Regions from separate parts of the Sus scrofa genome. Here regions 2 and 3 are each linked to region 1. The links are chromatin contacts, called in public Hi-C maps. All regions are on one chromosome and are shown on one strand. The core of a region is the stretch at or near the end of the contact, and the rest is flanking DNA. Distances in the headings are between cores, read along the strand shown. Region 1 has its middle 610 kb from the start of MAFB. Region 2 has its middle 370 kb from the start of MAFB. Region 3 has its middle 440 kb from the start of MAFB.

What was found. A called contact is a pair of places that touch in the nucleus more often than the background predicts.
Region 2: a contact with region 1 is called in a Hi-C map of skeletal muscle, with 6 times the contacts expected there. The contact joins two enhancer-like sites. A contact is called at or near these places in 3 of 47 Hi-C or Micro-C datasets (psoas muscle and skeletal muscle) and 1 of 2 datasets of contacts at active chromatin or transcription factors (skeletal muscle).
Region 3: a Hi-C map of skeletal muscle shows a contact between it and region 1, with 7 times the contacts expected there. The contact joins two enhancer-like sites. A contact is called at or near these places in 2 of 47 Hi-C or Micro-C datasets (psoas muscle and skeletal muscle) and 1 of 2 datasets of contacts at active chromatin or transcription factors (skeletal muscle).

Annotation. Positions count from the first base shown.
Region 1 is chr17:42,795,406-42,799,715 of Sscrofa11.1, forward strand. No RefSeq gene overlaps it. Among named protein-coding and RNA genes, the nearest start is that of MAFB, 610 kb to the right of the region's middle. Within about 2 kb of position 2,251, at least 8 of the 83 cell types and tissues checked have an H3K27ac peak or open chromatin away from gene starts, as enhancers often do. A contact at or near this core is called in skeletal muscle, where this site is marked.
Region 2 is chr17:43,043,627-43,047,936 of Sscrofa11.1, forward strand. No RefSeq gene overlaps it. Among named protein-coding and RNA genes, the nearest start is that of MAFB, 370 kb to the right of the region's middle. Within about 2 kb of position 2,100, at least 13 of the 83 cell types and tissues checked have an H3K27ac peak or open chromatin away from gene starts, as enhancers often do. A contact at or near this core is called in skeletal muscle, where this site is marked.
Region 3 is chr17:42,970,516-42,974,825 of Sscrofa11.1, forward strand. No RefSeq gene overlaps it. Among named protein-coding and RNA genes, the nearest start is that of MAFB, 440 kb to the right of the region's middle. Within about 2 kb of position 2,351, at least 3 of the 83 cell types and tissues checked have an H3K27ac peak or open chromatin away from gene starts, as enhancers often do. A contact at or near this core is called in skeletal muscle, where this site is marked.

The DNA.
Region 1 (4,310 bases), core at 1,001-3,500:
TCCTTCAGCATTTGGAAATCCACTGCAAAGAAAGAGAGACTTATTTCTTTCCTTTCCCAGCTCCCTCCACCTACTGCCACTCCCTGGTGTTGACTTCTGAACCTCCTGGTTGGGGCAGAGGAGGGAAGAGAGGTGAAAGGCCCAAAGACACCTTACTGGATGAGCGCTCATATATATTTAGTTTATTTCCTCTGGCCATGGCTGTTGTTTAAAATTAACTCCGTCCCTTAGGGGATGTTTTTGTAGAATGTTCACCTGCAGGTCCTTGATACAGGTGATACATACTCTAGCTGGTCCTGTAAGGGAGCCTTTTAGCCTAGGGGGTCCCTCAACTTGAATGGAACAAAATGTATGTATGTATGCATACATGTATGTATTTTCACTGATCTCTACCTGAAATTTGTCATGTCCATCAATTATAAATGTGCAAATTCTAATGGAAATTTAGCATTTCCTTCTATTTCGAATTTGGTTTCATTAACAGTACTTGTAACTTTGTCACCAATGAAATGAATCAGAGGGAACTTCATATTACATTGTGGTTATGAAGATATTTCAAAATGCTGTTTACACTTATCACGGTTTCAAGATTACCAAAATTATGGTAGTTTTTAGAACTGATACTATATCCCATTGTTTTAATGTGTTAAGAATTTTTTTAATATATTGATTACTCTGCTTAGATATAGTTTCCTTTGAAATTCTATGAATTTAATTTATGCACTTGAAAATGGAAGTCAACGAAGGGATCATCCGTAGACACAGACTGCCAAGAGGGTTTATGGCACAAAGATGGCATTGTTGTTTGAGTTCCTCCTCCACTGCATATTCTCTCTGAGGTTGCCCTGTCTCCCTTCCAAGCAGCCTTCTTGGGCAAAGTCCCTTGATGGCGATAAAGATCAGTTCTCTTTCTCCTGCATCCATGGCTGACATCTCCTCCGTGGGAACCAAGCACTGTTGCCAGTGCTCCATAGCACTGCAGGCGCACCCTAACCACTGCCCCTAGCTGTCTGCTGTCCAGGTCTGCTAGTCAGCTAGTGTGCGCCAGTAGGGCATGCTGACTGTGAGAGGGTTGACGTACTCCTATAACACTTGGTACTGAGCACCCCCCAAACCCTCAAGCAATGCCGGTGCCTTCCCAGCCCCCATCCAGGAACCCGAGAGTCAATACTTGCTAAAACTGGGCCCTACAGAGCAGACCCCCCTTGCACAGCTGATGTTAGTTCTCACTCGTCAGTGTGCATGCCTTGTTGGATACTGAAACCCCTTTGGAATATCAAACCTGTTCACTGCATCTAGTTCCCTAGTTGGGGCTTCCACACCTCTCACAAGACTTGAGGCAAGAGGGTGACATCCCCTCCCCCTTCGTGGAATGGTAAGAGGTAAATGCTCCCATACATTTTCCCAAAGAAATTCTCTCTTTAATCTATCACCTCAGCCTTCTTTTACCTTTCAGTTGGCTTTTGAACCTTAGGTATTAAGGGTCCATATTAAATTTTCATTCATTGAAATTACTGCTGACAACCCATCTCTCTCTGCTCCCCCCGCCCCTACCCCACATACATACCTCTACCTCTGCTTAGGTAGGACTTTCCAGAGGATTAGACTTTTGAACCACACATTTTTCAACACTGACATTTGGAAAGGCCTCAGACTTGAAGGCAGAGAAAACTAATTGCCCAAGGCCTCCAATCTAAAAATAGAGTCTACTAATCCTGGACTGGCCAGCTTATACAGCCTGCAGTGTCTCCACCACACAGGAGGCCACAGTCCTGCCTCTCCTGTTTCCACTTTCTCTGTGACCTGGCTGGTTCCCCGCTGGCATAACTCTCAGTCCCTACCCGATCCCTGTGACAAACCGGACACGAATAACAAGGCCAGAGAAGTGTGCACTGATTTCCTGGGTGACCTGTCTCTCTCTCCTGTCCCGGTGCTGATTTAAGGAAAAGAAGTTTATAGCTGGGAATAAACAGGGAAGGCCCTGCTTTATTTGTTTTTAATGTGTCCGTGTTTTGTGTGGGTTTGACTCTGAAGCCATTGTCTCTAGCCCTGATGCTCGTAACTCTACGGTATTCAGCAGGATCAGCTTTTAGTGACTTAACCAGGGTTTCCTTAGACAGTAAACAGCCGCTTAATGCCTTTTACACCACCAGGAAAATGAGATTACTCCTTGAGGAGTCCAGCAGCTCTCAGCTGCTGTCGAAAGGGTGCTTTGACTGTTTGTTTGGCTGCAAGGCACCACAGCAGGCGGCCTGAGCTTGTTTAAAATTAGCTTCCCCCATAAATCACTTGCACAATGAAATGCCTACCTCTGTCCTCTGACATATTTGTGTCTCTGTTTATTTTTAATGATGACATGGCTTTTTCTGTCTCCATTTGGCTCTTTATCCTCCATGCTCCTGAACACTAAATTCTATGCCACAAATGAAAAATCTAAGAAACTGCAGGGATTTAATAGCACAAAATGTAGTGGGGAAACTGAGTTAGCCCTGGGGTCTTTATGATAGAAATCACCCCTGCTCCACTTTGACCTAATTGTTATATCCTAAAAATGTTCCCTTGTAAAGGGGCAGGAGACTTCTTTGTATGCATTTGCAAAACTCAGCAAATGTACCTTTAATTAAGATCTCTGTATTCCGTTACATGTAAATGTTAAATGAGAAAGGAAAAGAATTGTAAACAAATAATAAACTCTTCCCAATAAGGTGCATGCAGAAGTATTTAGGAGGAAGTATACTAGTGCCCACAATTTACTTTGATATACTTCTTAAACTGTCATGAAGTAACTGCTGGGTAGAGGGATATGTGATCAAAGAGATCCAGTAGTCCTCCCTTGTCTCATTTACCTGTGGTCATCTGCATTCTGGAAATATTTCAGAAATGAACAATTCATAAGTCTTAAGTTGCATGCCTTTCTGAGTAGGGTGATGAAATCTCACACTGTCCTGCTCCATCCCATCCAGGACAGGAAACCCCCTCTGTCCAGGACATCGCACCCCTTAATAGCACTTAATAGCATTCTTGGTTAGCAATCGCAGTGCTTGTGTTCAGTGTCCCTTACTTTATATAATGGTTCTAAGGCTCAAGAGTCGTGATGCTGGCAATTCAGATATGCTAAAGAGAAGCTGTAAAGTGCTTCCTTTATGAGAAAAGGTGAAAGTTCTCAATAAGGAAATTAAAAAAAAATAGGAAGTAGGCTGCTGAGGTTGCTAATACATGGTAAGTATGAATCTTCAATTTGTGAAATTGTGAAGAAGGCAAGAGAAATTTGTACTACTTTGGTGTTGTACCTCAAACAGCAAAAGTTACATTCACAGTGCATTACAAGTGCTTAGTTAAGATAGGAATATATTAAATTTCTATAGATGCACAGACCTGTTGATCCTCATTTATTAGGAAAGAAGGCAGAGGGAATATGGCAAAAAAGTAAATAATCATAACAAAGCTCCAGCTACACAGGGAGTATTTAGTCTTGAGTCTCCAACCAATTATTTTGTGAAATTAGAAAGTCCTTCAATCTCTCTGAGACTCAATTTGCCTGTGTATAAAGAAGTATACTCCTCTGTGATCTATAAGATCCTTTCTAGTTTTAAACATCATAGAGGTGTTTCACTTCTGTTTTCTCAGGAGGCGTGTCCTATTGGCTAACAGATTTTAGTGCAGTTTCTTTATTTTGTTGTAGTCTATTGGTTGCCTAGGAAGGATTTATAATTAGATATGGTGCCCTTTTTTATTGCAGTACATTTGGTTTCCTAGGGATTTTTGTGTTATTCAGTAATATGGGAAGTGTCCCCACATTCCTAAAGTTATATACCCAGTATAATTTGGAAATACTGTCACATATCTATTAAATGAAAATGGGATAGGATACTGTGCAAAGACTTTAATAAATACTCAAGGAAAAGGTCTTGTCAGATATGGTTTGGGAATCTTTTTCTTAAAAGTGCTAGTATAATAACAAAAGTATAATAAAACATTAGAATTTGTGCAATGACAATAAATTGGTACTTGGAAATTTATAACCTTAATGCATAATTTTAATATAAACAATAGGACTAATGAATAATCTGAGCCTTGAACTCAAAGATTTGAAAATAAAAGCAGACTAAATTCTACCCCCAAGTGTACAGAAGCTGCTAATAACAGAAGATAAGAAAATTAGGAAATGTAAAATAACAAACAATGGAGAAAACTACCAAAAACAAAAGTTCATTCTTTGGAATTATTAATAGGAGTTCCCTGGTGGCTCATCAGGTTGAGGATCTGGTGTTGTCACTGCTGTGGTTTGGGTGGCTGCTGTGGTGCATGTT
Region 2 (4,310 bases), core at 850-3,349, 250 kb after region 1:
TTTCTGATGTTGTCTAACCAAATGATCGATTAGACCTAGGCTTTCATTGCAATCTGTCTGTCAGATTGGTAGCATGTTTGTATTGTACCAACCAAACCCTCTGCAAAGCCAGCTGTGCCCAGAGGAGGCATTCCCTGTGCTCAAGAACATGAAATGGGGGTGCTCAGTGGGGAGCATGGTCAAAGAGGGAATTACCCTTGCCAAGTTTAACAGAATTTTTGAAAAGACATCTTCCCATGAACATGTCAAGTCCTCAGAGTCTTTAGAGATGGGATGGTATTACCTTCTTGCACAGATGCACGTGTGCAGACCTACCTTTGCTGCAGCTGCCATGAGTGGGGACGTGAACAGACTGCAGAGAGTCTATCTAAGGACCAGAGTTCAAGGCTGGCCCTCAACTCCTCTCATGCACACAAGCTTCACAAACACAGAAGCTGCAGGGTAGTGAGAGGGGAATGCACAACCAGGAAGCTGGGTTCTTTGCTCCCTCTTTCTTGAGGGCATTTAACCACTTGGCACTTTGGAGATGCTCCTCATTAGGGCTGAAGCAGAAGCTGAAGATGAGATTTAGGTTGCTGAACAGAGTGATGGAAATGCTCTTCCCTAAGGTAGAAAGATGGTGTGAGTCAGTTTTCAAGATTCAATAGCAAGTACTTTGGGGAGATGCTGTGTGAGGTCACCCTTGAAAGTTTTAGAAGGTCTGTGAGGTGCTGGCCTGCCTGTAAGACATGGCCCCTGCCCTTGTTCCTCGTCTGTGGATGAGGCAAATCCCTCCAATGGCTGCCATGTGGGGGTGACTCCACTTGTGAGCAATTGTGCTACACTGAGACCCACAAAATGAGGTCACCAGATAAACTCAGCCCCACAACAAGTCTGTCCCAGGTATAAACATTTCCCAAGTCCTTTCGTGAGCTCAGAGCAGTGTGGGGTGCCTCCAAAGGGAAGCACCTTTATGTCTTTATCTTGTTTGATGCTCCCATTAGCCTCTCACATATGTGCAGCAGGGAAGTTTCTTACAGGTCCAGCTAGGTCCCAGGGATATGGTGATTAGCAGAAATCAAGATGGCTGTCTCAGAATCCAATAAAAGAGATGTGTGTTCATCAGCTAGTCGCATCTACAATTGGGCTCTTCCAAAGTGATTTACACCTTCCGCAGGAGCGGACCGGAGTCCTCTGCAAGTTCCAGGAAGCATAGCATCATGGTTAAGATTGGAGACCTTGGAGCCAGTTGACTTGGGGTCAGATCTCTGCTCTGACAGTTGTGCTGTGAGACCTTGGCCAAATGATTTGGTCTTTCTGTACCTCATCTGTAAAACAAGGCTAATAATAGCACCTACATCATGCCGTCTTTATAGGATTAAGTGAGATCATATTTGTGAAACACCTGGAATGGTGCAGAGGAAGGATGTAGCTAAGGAACCCCCAACTAAGGAGCCCTGGGCAGGGGAGGTCATTATTCTGACCTAGCTGATGAGGGGATAGAGATCAGGGAGATGATCTGACTCTCTCCAAGTCCCCTGCTCTGTGTCAAGGGTGGCTAAGCCTGTCCCTTCCCAAACCTGGCCCTCTGCCGCCTTTGCTGGGCCGCCTACTGACTTGGCAGAGGGACTCATCAGGGAGGCCCAGCCTCAGGCACGGCTCACTCTCACCTCCACAGAAGCAGCCTCCCTATCATAACACATCTCTGTTTAAGAAACATAAACCACCCTTTGGCAGCTTCTCAAGTAAATGTCAGAGTCAATAAAGAGCTCCCTCCCCTCACCCCACTTTCCAGCCTGGACCGCAAGCCTCAGCCTTATGGGGAAACACATGGGAACTCACTCAACAGGTTTCCCCACCAGGCACGCCAGAACGGGCAGGCCCCAAGGAGCCCAGGCTGGGAGGACCCACTCTCCGAGCTGCCAGTGCCCCCGCTGACCCAGCGCAGGCAGTCTCCCTTTCCTCCTGTCTGAACCTGCTGCCCCTAGAGGGGCTGATGTCACTAATCCCGCCCATGTAGCTGCAGGCCACCTCAGGCTCCCAGCACCGATTACTCCCCCACCCCTGCCCAGCTCTGCCCAGGGCCTGCCTCCTCCCTGCTGGCTTCTCTCCAGCCATGGCTGAGAGCCCAGGTTGAGAAAGTGAAGGCCTGGCCCAGTGGTGAGCATCTCAGCCAGGCGACCTAGCCCGAGCATGACAAATAATATCTCTACTTGTCTAACCTGGCAGTGAGAACTGGGCCAAAGGGCCAAGTCCCAAATCTGGGTCTTCAAAGAATAGAAGAGACCCTGGAAACTAGATGACAACATCAGAACAAGCTCCAAATCTCTAAGGAATTATTCCAAGAAGAAATCACACCCAATTCCCAAACTGTGAGTGTAAATGGCTACTCAGAAAACCATTAGCTGTGCCTACCCTTCCATTTCTAATTAGCAACCTCCTTGCACCCCTGGACTATATTGGGGACAGATCATGTTCACATTCTCTTAAGGTGGAAGCTGAGGCCATACTGATGGAAGCTGAGGCCATACTGAGGGCTCCTGAGGACAGCAAAGGTGGTGAGGAAGCAGGTGCTTGGCTCAGAATTGGCAGAACAAGCCAGGGACTCCAGAGTGCAATCAGATTCAGCACAAGGAAAAAAAAAAAAAGCATAAAAACAGTAACAACAGCTGACATTTTATGCTAAATGTTTTATATACATGGGCCCATTGAAACCTCACAACCACTCGGAAAGGTCAATGTTGATATTTTCCACTCTACAGATGAGGAAAGATGAGTCTGATAGAGAAGTGCTCGCCCAAGGCTATTTAGATGAAGATGGCAGCCCTCATGCAAACCCAATATGCCGAACTCCTGGGCAGACCCTCATGAATAGTAGCTGGTCAGCATTCCCCCTGCTTCTGCTTGTGAAGGGTCATGGTTCCACCAACAACAGGAACCAATTTCTCTGCTTCTGTTACCCTCACCTGGATCTTTAAAGCTCTAGATCCAATGCCAGACATGTAAATTTGACATCTCCTTGTTGGGCGCTGGGAACTGATCCAATATTAGTCATTGGCCAGGTAACCAGCAGCATGGGAGTTCTGGAGTCAGACATGAGCATGTTACCCATCCGCACAACAGATGGACTGGGTGGCCTTGGTAATTTTCATATACTTCTTTAAACTGTAGGCTTCATATCTATAAACCCAGGGCAATCCTCATTACGATAGTGGGCAGGGCAGGGGTGGGTAAGGTGGCATATACATCTGAAATTCTGTAGTCAGCTAGACTGCAAACTCTTTGAAGGAAGGAAGCAGTTATATCTGCTGTATTCATAGCATCTAGTCTTCTATCTGATACATGCTTTGCTCAATAAATTTCTGTTGAAGGATGCACGGATAAATGTGTTGAGGGTGACGTATACAGTCCATGGGAAACAACACATATGACCATGGATGGTGCTTGGCTAAACAAACGTGAGGACTTGCATGGAATAGAATGCTAGGTAGTCATTTTAAAAAGGGGGGAGGGAATGCAGCTCTCTATGTAATCATGAAAGGTGGAGTTACCTTCGTGGCTCAACAGAAATGAATCTGACTAGCATCCATGAGGATGTGGGTTCAATCCCTGGCCTTTCTCAGTGGGTTATGGATCTGTTGTAGCCGTGAGCTGTGGTGTCTCAGATCCCGCATTGCTGTGGTTGTGGTGTAGGCCAGCTGCTACAGCTCCAATTCAACCCTTAGCCTGGGAACCTCCATATGCTGCCAGCACAGCCCTAAAAAGGCCAAAAAAAAAAAAAAAGAAAGAAAGAAAGAAAGAAAAAAAGAAAGGTAAGCAGGGTATATGAACAGGGGTATTGCAGAACGATTTGCAATTACGGTCACATTCTTGAAAATCCACTTGAGATTAAAATTTCGACAAAGAAGGGCAAGTGGAGAAAGAAATGTGGTTGCTGGTGTAGGGATATTTTCACTTCTTACCCTATTCATTTTAGCATTGCTTAATTTGTTTTGACAAAGAGCCTGGGACACTTGTGTTATGTAAAAGTGCAGTCAAAATTATTCTTACATCTTAAATAACTGAATAGAAGACTAAATAAACATTTTAAGTGCTGTGTATGAAGTAGGCCCCATAAATGTTCATCCCCTTTCTTCCCTTTCCCCTAAAGAATATTTATCACATCTCCGCATCTCTGTGACCGGAATGAGACATGCAAAGATTTATAAAGTCCTGCTAAAGTTGGTTTGGTCCCTCAGTGCGTGTGGCCCTGCAAAATCTGATAGCACCCAGCCTTCCAGAGTTTTCTGGCCTGGTCTTAAAAGGACACACGGGCTGAAAGCACAGCCACT
Region 3 (4,310 bases), core at 1,101-3,600, 180 kb after region 1:
GGAATTGCATTGTAATTCTTCAAGTTTTAAAAACACTCTAGGTGTTCTAGTTGTTCTCAAAGAAAGATTGACCTGCATCCTACATGTACTCCAGGAGAAGCAAAAGTCAACTTCTATTATTCTTGAGGACTATATAAAGACAGGATTATAATATTATTTTTAGATTCAAAGGTGTCTGATAAGTGGGCTAATATCAAGCTGGGAGCTGGGCAGTAGTAGTCTTCTGGGCAGGAAATGTCAAGAAGAGTTAAGGTAAGAAAAGAAGACAAAAGGATGAAAGGTGAAAAGTCAAAGACCTCATAGTGTGGGTGTTTTTACTTATCTCTTTTATAATAAGGACTGGCATTAAAAGTAACTTACTCAAAATTTATGCATGACATAGATATTGGAGTCAGCTTTGAACTCAGGGCTTTCTGACTCTAGCCTATGTTTAGTTCTCTCAATAAACCTGTATGGCTTTATAGTTTTGACCTCCCATAGTCTTCTAATTCTTGAACCCTTGGAACAAATCTGAGCTCTTTGATCCAACCAAAAACTTTGGCTATTTAACTTGACCTTTTAATCTCTCTCTACTCCTCTTTGTGTATAGAACTGTCTTGTTCCAGCAATAGTGATGAGTTCAGCTCCAATCCCTACATTCTCCTTTGGATTGTTCTCTTCTACAATGAGAATGAATATGAGGAATTCAAAGGATGAAGATGGAGATCACTAAGTGAGTGGAATGGACAATATCCCTTTCTCTCTCTCTCTCTCTCTCTCTCTCTCTCTCTCCCTCTCTCCCTCCCCCTCTCCCTCCGCCCCACTCCTTCCTCCCTATCCCTTCCTTTCTTCCTCCCTCTTTCCCCCACCTCTTTCTTTCTTTTCCTCTCTTTCTCTCTTTCTTCCCTTAACAAATATTGGATCAACAAATTTTGGCTGGGTTTTAATGGCATTTGTAAGGACTCAGTGTATAAGATGGAGTAAGTGCTGTAATTCCCATTTTTTGGACCATGGAGGTGCATGTGCATAGGCTTAGGCTGCATTTCCAGGTTTATCACTCTGGAGCAAATGTGCAGATCCATAGAAGATCAATGAAGAAGAGAAAGGGTCTAAGTCATGGATGAGGCATTCCTTTGGTGCTGAAGCCAGCCTACAGTTCTCAGGTTTCTTGGAGATGTATCCACATCATCAGTTCAAAGAAGAGCTTTAGCAATTGCTCTATTGACTCCTCATTATCTTTGAGCAATCATGTCACTTTGGTCTGAAATGACCTAGTTTCTGAGACCCCATTCCACCAGAACCTTCCAGCTCTCCACTTCTCTTGGCCATAACCCAGATTGCATAGAGACATGACAGCTGAGCAGAAGCCCTGCCAATTAGAGGAATCTGCCCTTCAGCATGCCTGGCAGTGGAGAGCTAGAACATTTGACTCAAGAAAGAGAGCCATCCAAGTCTTTAAAAAAATGTATGCAATTTTTTTTTTAATTCTGAAAACAACTTAGAGCCAAACTGGTCAGATGACTAAGTGAGGATTGTATGTCTTCAAATGCCTGGACAGGACCCATTGAAACAGTATCTGCTTCTGGCCTCCCATACTCCTAAGCCTTCTCAGTGGCTGTGTCCAGTCTGACTCTGTGGGTACCCTTGAAGGCAGGTTATTTGTGGTTATGTATAATTAGTCTAGTTGAGTATTAGGGCCAAGGTGCTTCCATTTGTTTTGTAGAAGTTCTGTCCTTTGGTCATTTTTTCTTTCATTAGCTCACAATAGAGCCAAGTGCAATATAATTACATCTTAGTATAATAAATCTGATGTGAAAGTGACTTCATTGCATTTAACACTACCTTTGATGTAAAACCCTCTATGTTTTAAAATGAAGAATGAATTTATCCCTTCAAAGCAGATAAGACCTCCATTGCTAGAAGAGAGATTTCAGGAGAAGGGAGGTAATAAATTTGTGGGAGAGTTCTTTCCTGGAAGAAGTACAGGATTCTGGGAATAAACTTGGGTGGGAAGGAAGGTAGGGCATGTAAAGCTTGTGAAGGAGAGAGGCCTTCTTCCTCAGTCTTTGCCTTAAACTCACTCCTTTACAACTTTTGTCCCATTTATGGTAGTTGTTCTCTCTGAAATAATGCCAAACAAGTTTCTTTCCCCATAAAAACCTTTCATTTAATTGAATACAGAGCTTATACCCTCTTATCCTTTTCATGAGTTTTCTTTTCCTCAAGTTGAACATTTTCCATTCTTTCAACTATTTCTGATATGGCATTTTGGCCGAAGGAAACAGGGGTGGAAAAACTTGTGTGAATAAGTACTCCATGTACACTTCAGTAAATGGCAAATCTCTCTCTGACCTGTAAGCCAACATTCTGACACCAGATCAGAGTACACACTTGTAGTGGCATGAGAGCAGGCAGCATTCCAAGCCTCTGCCTGTGAGGGGAAGCAAGAAAAACTGGCCAAAATATTTTTGCCCGTAGTAATTAAGAAGTGGTTTGCCTTCATTGATTCTCATGTGGGACTGACTTTTTTTTTTTTTTTTTTTTTTAGTCACTCTTGAGCATCATTAAAACTTTTATATTTTAAGCTCTTAATGAATCTTTCCTTAAGATGCATTTGGAATTATTTTAGTACTTAAAACAACTCTGCAAATGTGCTTTAGAGCCTCATGGCCTTTTTATTTATTTTTATTTCCTAAAATAAAAATAAACGACTACTCTTAACAAATGTCTCTATTTTCTGAAATGTGGAACCAGGACAAAACCAGACATAAAAATAAGCTCCAAATGAGGCACAAATTAATATATTTTTAAAAATTGAATTTCCGTAATAAAGCTTAGCGTGTAAGCTCTGGAATTCCCCAGCCCCTACTAGCTATAATGATAATGGCACACCTCCACCTGTCTTATCTGACATGTTTAGCCTAAAAGAAACCAGACGAGGATAAGGAACAAATGTACTACATTTTCAAATACTAGGTGGATTTGGGGGTTAACTTTGTAAGTAATCATAGAACAGTAGTCCTGTGTTCATTAAAATTGAAACTAATACATCTTCTAATGTTACCACTAGTTTTAAAAATAACAGAAATAGCTGTAATGCTCCTGATTGTATGAAATTGATTTTAATGTTTCCCTATTAATTACAATAGTGGCTCCTACTTTAAGATAGACGTTTGAATCATATTGAAAGTGATCTTCTAAGTTTTCTAAGAAATGGAATGAAGAAATGTTAACATTTTAAAATGTATCTTCAAATTGTGTTTTTACTATTCAACATTATTATTTAATTATTTCTGTTATTGGAACTATTTATATTTTAATTAATGTGATGTCTCAGTGGAGTCTGGGAAGTTAGTGGCAAGAGTGGCATTTTTTTTTAATTTACTTGAATCCCCCACAAAAACAAAATTTCATAACAACAACCTAAGCCCAAGAGTTCTCTTGTGATGCAGTGGGTTAAGGAACCAGCTTTGTCACTGCAGTGGCTTGGGTCACTGCTGTAGTGTGGGTTTAATCCCTGGCCTGAGAACTTCCATATGTTGTGGGCTTGACCAAAAAAAAAAAAAAAAAAAAAAAAAAAAAACTTAAGCTGCCAAAAACCATATAGAGCCAAACCAAATGACCAGACAGCCCTGGTCAAAACACAAAATAAAATGGGCTGGTGAAAAACAGGCAGCTACAAAACCAGAGAAGTATCAACTTCAGTGTGAGAAGATGCAGAGGGAAGATATAGACATCTGACAAATCAGAAAAGGGATAGATGTTAGAAATCAAGCCGACATATTTTATAACAACAGAAATGGAGTTTTGTGAAGTTAGGAAAACTATAACTAACCATGACTTCCTCTAAAAGTTCAAGAAAATTAATAATTTCACATAAAGATGGGAAAGAATTTAAAAAGCATAAGGATTAGCTCCCAGTAGACAACAAATGCACACAAAAGACATGCTCACAACAACAAAAAAATTATTCCTCAATGAGCTAAAAGATATTAAGAGTGTGATACTTAGGGAGTTCCCGTCATGGTGCAACGGAAGCAAATTCGACTAGGAACCATGAGGTTGCGGGTTTGGTCCCTGGCCTTGCTCAGTGGGTTAAGGATCCAGTGTTGCCATGAGCTGTGGTGTAGGTTGTAGATGCAGCTTGGATCTGGGTTTGCTGTGGCTCTGGTGTAGGCCAGAAGCTGTAGCTCTGATTAGACCCCTAGCCTGGGAACCTCCATATGCCACAGGTGCAGTCCAGAAAAGACAGAAGCCAAAAAAAAAAAAAAAAAAAAAAAAAAAAAAAAGAGTATGATACTTAAAATGAAATACCAATATATATAATAATT